Regions from separate parts of the Sus scrofa genome. Here region 2 is linked to region 1. A link is a contact called in public HiChIP or PLAC-seq data. All regions are on one chromosome and are shown on one strand. The core of a region is the stretch at or near the end of the contact, and the rest is flanking DNA. Distances in the headings are between cores, read along the strand shown.

What was found. HiChIP or PLAC-seq counts read pairs in DNA pulled down with a chosen protein or histone mark.
Region 2: an H3K27ac HiChIP or PLAC-seq map of skeletal muscle shows a contact between it and region 1. The contact joins the enhancer-like site here to the promoter of CALM1 in region 1. A contact is called at or near these places in 1 of 5 promoter capture datasets (liver), 16 of 47 Hi-C or Micro-C datasets (brain, embryonic fibroblasts, epiblast stem cells and 11 more) and 2 of 2 datasets of contacts at active chromatin or transcription factors (alveolar macrophages and skeletal muscle).

What each region holds. Positions count from the first base shown.
Region 1 is chr7:112,159,387-112,162,086 of Sscrofa11.1, forward strand. CALM1 (calmodulin 1) reads left to right here and starts at 1,437. Exons shown (of 6, transcript NM_001244210.1): 1 at 1,437-1,631. The coding sequence starts at 1,629.
Region 2 is chr7:112,427,465-112,430,215 of Sscrofa11.1, forward strand. The region is part of intron 5 of TTC7B (tetratricopeptide repeat protein 7B); the gene reads right to left. Among named protein-coding and RNA genes, the nearest start is that of TTC7B, 90 kb to the right of the region's middle. Within about 2 kb of position 1,342, at least 9 of the 83 cell types and tissues checked have an H3K27ac peak or open chromatin away from gene starts, as enhancers often do. A contact at or near this core is called in skeletal muscle, where this site is marked.

The DNA.
Region 1 (2,700 bases), core at 187-2,686:
TCCACAGATACTTGTCTGAGATTATCCCAAGAGTCCTGGGGCATCTGCAATGTGCCTGAACATTTTCCATTATTTTAAAACATCTTTCTGCAGGTTTTGTCAAAGCCAGGAACAAATATAACCAAGCCAAGCCCTTCCTAGTGGTGGAGCTTCTCAATCCCAAACTTTGCCACATCCTCTGAAAGATTAAGCAAATGATAACTTGCAACGGTTGCCCAGGCCCTGTAAACAAAAGATCAAATTCTGTGCTCTGCCTTGGCAAGAAAAGAAACTGCAGCATTTTGTCAAATTTTTTACAAAGTTCAGGGTCTCAGATTTATAACTGATATTGTCCTTTTTCTAGTTTACAGAAAATTTAAAGCATTAGTATACTTAAAGACTAAAATACTTGAAAAGGAATATAATTAAGATTGTACGTTAGAATATTGTCTAGCTCCATAGTGGAGTCAATTAGCTGTGTGTTCCAGCTGTGGTCTAGGGGATTCCAAATACCAATTTTTTTCTATCTTTATTTCTATGGATTTATGAACAAAGATCGGATCTCTCTCAGGACCAGGAAAATTACCCCCCCAAATTCAAAGCATGGGTTTTAAAGTCTATAGAAGATGCACAAGAACATTCATTTCAGTAAGACTGGAGTCAGGATGAATAGTACTTTCCATAGGAAAAAAACAGTAGGGGAGGAAGATTATTCAGGCACACGAAAACAAAAAACACCCCCCCCAAACTCAGTGGAAACGTAAAAACATTAAAATGACTGGCTAAGCATATGAGCACGACATAGATTTAGCAATTGACTATACATTAGTCTGACATTACTTCAAAGTATGAGGAAAACCGCTTATCCCTTCCAGACCCCTCTCCTCAAGGTGTGCGGTCAATGCCTGTGTCCCTAGCTCCCCGCGGCCGCCCCCTACCCTAACTCTAGGACCGTCCGCAGCTCCCCAGCAGAGGCAGCCAGCGGAAGACCCCGGGGCAAGGGGCCAGGGGAACCCCAATGCCCCAGCGGAGCCGTAGGAGATATGAGGTTGGGGTCCCACAGGAGTGGTGGGGCTGGGGTGAGGGGCGGTTGGCTTCTGAAGCCCAGGGCCGCCCCAAGTGGAGGCTATGCAGATGTTCTGGCCTCGCCCCGCCTTGGTAGGCATCTGCGGGGACTCTGCCCAGCACCGGTCCTGCGACCACCACGCCTCTCTCGTAACCCTCCGCTTCCAGGTCGCGGGTCCCAGCCGCGAGCCCCAACCCCGCAGTAGCCGGCGCGCAGGGAGCGGCGGGAGGCCGCGGGAGGCCTGGCGCGCCAGGGGGCGGGGCCAAGCAGGCAAGGTCCGGCCCTCACAGCGCAGCTCTGAGCCAGGCGTCCGAGGCCGCGGCGGAGGGATACCGAACGCCCTATATATACCGCGAGGCACAGACTCGCTCTTCGGCAGCGGTGGTGACAGCCTCGCGGACGCGGCGCCGTTACTCGTAGTTGGGCGGCGGCGCAGGCGGCGGCGGCGGCGCAGGCGGCATAGCGCTCAGCGCACACCTAGCAGCAGCAGTAGCGGCGGTAGCGGAGGCACCCCTGCGGTCACAGCCCCTGCGCTGGTGCAGCCACCTTCGCGCTCTCTGCTCTTCCTCCCTTCGTTCACACCATGGTAGGTCGGGAGTGGCAAACACCGGCGTAGCGGCTGCCAGCCCATCATTTCTTCCCCGATTTTTAGTTCAGTCTGTTTTTTCTTTTTTTGGTGTTTTTTTTTTTTTTTCTTTTTCTTTTCCGGGTGTTACGCAGCAGCTGCGGTTTAGGATGCATTCGAATTTGCATCTTGGTTTCCTCGACCGGGGATCTTCATTTAAATTTTGATCTCTCTTTGGAGCTGGACTTGGCCGTGGGCTGTCCCTGGGCAGGGGCTCTAGCCCCGGCTGCTCCGGAGCCTTCTGCATCCACCCCCTCCCCCAGCCCCGCATCTGTGCATCCAGCGCGCCGCACCCGAGGCTGCCCGCAGCGTTCTGCCTGGGTCGGGGCCCCGGGGGGCGGGGGAGCCGGGCGGGGCCCGGCACTAGACCCAGGCACTGAGGCGGCCGGTCGGGCGGGCTGCGGAGAATGAATGGGTCGGAGCGAGCCGGTGGCGCACGCTGCTCCAGCCCGGGCGTGGGGAGCGCCGTCAGCCTTGCCCCCCCCACCCCCATCGCGGTCCCTTCCCGGCGCCCTCTCCCCGCGCGCTTTCCTCCTCCCTCCCGGGGGGCGCGGCGCGGGCGTGGGTTGGGAAGGAAGGAGTCGGGGAAGGGTGGGGTGGGGGCAGGAAGGCGCGGGGTGGGGGGCGGAGAGGGCGGAAGCGGCGGGCCTGCCGCCCTGCACCCGGGCGGGGCCCTGCCTTGTGGCCGGGTCTCGTGTCTCCCTGTTTCGCACTCCTGCAGCCCCCCACCCAGTGCGGCAGTAAAGATGTGCGTGGGCCTCGGTACACCAGGAGGTCCCTTCCCGCGGGAGGCGCTCGGCTCGCGCTAATTGGGGCGGGTGGGGGGCGGCGGGGGAGGAAGAAGCTGGCGCGCGTCTCGGTTTCCAGTAGAGACGCAAAGTTTCTGCTCCGGGAGGAGGTGGCGGCGCGGCGGCTTCGCCGCCTGGGGGAGCAGAAGGGGGTGGGAGGCGCGGGGCAGACTTGGCCCCCACCCGCCGCGCAGCCCGGGAGTTGGGGTGGAGGTAGGGGTCTCCCTGGCCTGGGAGGGGCG
Region 2 (2,751 bases), core at 92-2,591, 270 kb after region 1:
CTCCAAGACCAAGTTCTAATGTTAGTTGTAAAAAACTTGATGAACTTAGGCAAGCAGGTGTTTCTTCCTCCATCCTCCCCTCCCTCTCCTTCTCCCCCAGCCCATCTCTTCATTATTCACCAGGTGTTATAATTATTTGTTGACATCCTTGTCTTCCTCGTGAGCTCAGAGAACATTTTTTTATTCATCTTATATCCCAGAGCTTATCCTGGTGGCTAGCGCCCAGCAGACTCTCAATAAACACACATGGAATTGAGTAGGCAATAGATTAAAAAAAAAAAAAAAAAAAAAAAACCTAGCTCAAAACGTACTTGAAAGAGATATAATTGCATCTTTTTAAAAAAAATCTGTAATTCAGTTTTACCAAGTCTGGCTAATGAGTTTTTCTGAGTATTCTTCAGAAGAAACACAGCATCAGAGTCTTCCTGGTATTTTAACTGCTTGTTTCCAACATGGAGAGATTGCTGCTTGTGATGCTAATTTGCCAGGGAGAGTCAAAGAAGAACCAACTCCCATACCCATCAACCAGGCACCTGCCAGCAAAGAGAAGGTACAGAAGGAGGAGCCAGCAGAAGAAAGGTAGTGCATCTGTGCTAGGCCAAGAGAACTACCACCAAAGTCGTGTGTGAATAAAAAGCAAAAATCCAAACCTAAAATAGAGAGGAAGGTGGAAAAACCAGAGGTCAACTGAAGGAAAAAAAAATCGTTTATTAAAAAAAAAAAATCTCATAATCAAATACAAGATTTGGCTATGAGAACACACACTTTTATTCTAGAGTTCCTTATCGGTGTCCAAATCTATGGCAGACACTGCTAGACAAATATAAAGGCAGTTAAGACAATTTATGGCCTTTCTCATCTTCAATAGAAGATTCTAGTTTTTCCTAAGAAAAGTTATAAATTCTCCAAAGATATCTCAGTCATTTTCTGGGCTTTAGCTCAATCTCTCTGCAGCTCTCTCTCGCAGCTGACTAAAAATACCTCTGCAAAAAAAAAAAAAAAAAAAAAAAAACACGAGGATTTAAAAAGAAATAGGTAGGAAATATCCCTTGAAAAGAGCTGTGGCCTCCACCGCCCACCCTGCCCTCACATGAAATACTAATGCATTTGACACCAAAGCCAGGGAAGGGGAAACGCAAGTGGAAGAAGAGCTTGGCTCTGGCCAAGAGCCAGAACAGGAATGCTGCCTGTCCCCACCCCACCCCGCTTCCCGGGCAGACACATCTGGACCCGCTCTGTGGCACAGACGCCAGTAAATGACCGAGAAAGCTCCCCACAGTCCGACAGGCTCAGAGAGGGTGAACCCAGGCTTCCTCCTTGACCAGACAGGATGTGCATTCCTCTTCCCAACATGCATGTGTCGTTTCAATGGGCCGCCCTCGAGGGGCTGCCTGCAAGGCTGCACTGCCACAGGCTCGCTGGCTTCTGGGTCCAACTTCACCCCTGGAGGTTTCGACTCAAAAAGCCACTACATACTTTTTAAAAAATGTGGTTCTGGGAGCAAAGCGTCTCAACACTAAACCATGGAAGAGGATAATCCTCTTTGCTGCTGTGGGAATTCTGGAATCCCATCCAGATGTGGACACGCCAGGCTTAAGTCAGGAGGCCACAAGCACCAAATTTCCACTGAGGAGCATCTCAGAAGTGAAAGGATCTGTCCGGCCTGCTCGAGGTACGTCTCCTAATAAAGCCATCATTGCTGGAAATAGCCCCTAATCTCAGAGATAAGGGAGTCGGCAGCAGCAGTCCCTATGACCTTTCCAGAAAACATATTCTTTCTTATGAGGCCAAGGCAACTATTTGATCCCTGGCCCCCTCCACCCGCTTTCCACGGGACATTAGCAGCAGCAAGACCTGGATGGTCCAAGCACAGCTCCCTTTTTCCCACCAAGAAGCAGTAACAGGAGTGAAGCCCACCCAGGCTGTCTCGTTCAATTTTTTTTTTTTTCCTTTTTACAATCTTTCTGCTTTTTAGGGCTTCCCCCACGGCATATGGAATTTCCCAGGCTAGGGGTTGATTAGAAGCTAGGGCTGCCGGCCAATACCACAGGCACAGCAACGCAGGATCCGAGCCTCGTCTGCAACCTGAACCACAGCTCATGGCAATGCCGGATCCTTAACCCACCGCGCAAGGCCAGGTATCGAACCTGCATCCTCATGGATCCTAGTTGGGTTCGTTAACTGCTGAGCCATGAAGGGAACTCCCTGTCTTTTTTATTCTTACTTCTGGGAACCTAGCACCATGCTCAGCACACTTAGCTCTCGATAAACATGTGCCGCATTAACTCATTTTAAAGAAAACACACAACTGTTGGGCATCTGTGGGCCACAGCCATCTCGGATGAACATGAGACATTCATTCACTCACCCATTCATCCATGTACAACTGTGGACCAGATATACTCGAGGGATAGACCCCTCCCCAAACAAAGCAGATAAAAATTCCTGGAACTTAGATTCCAGGGATGGGAAACGGACAACAAACAAATAAGATAAGGAGAAGAAGTACAGTGTGGGCAAAGGGTTAACACATTCTGTTCTTCTTCTGCTTGAGAGTTTGGCCTTAGGTTAACTTTTCAGTTCTGTTTCCCTGGAAACCTAATAAAGATAAAATATCAATTATGTTCCGAGGCAACATTGCTTATGTAGAAAATGACCCCTGATTGATAACTTGCATCTGGACTGAAAGGACCTATAAATATCTAATGGGGACACCATGGCTTTGGGCTTCCTTGAACGTGATGACACACA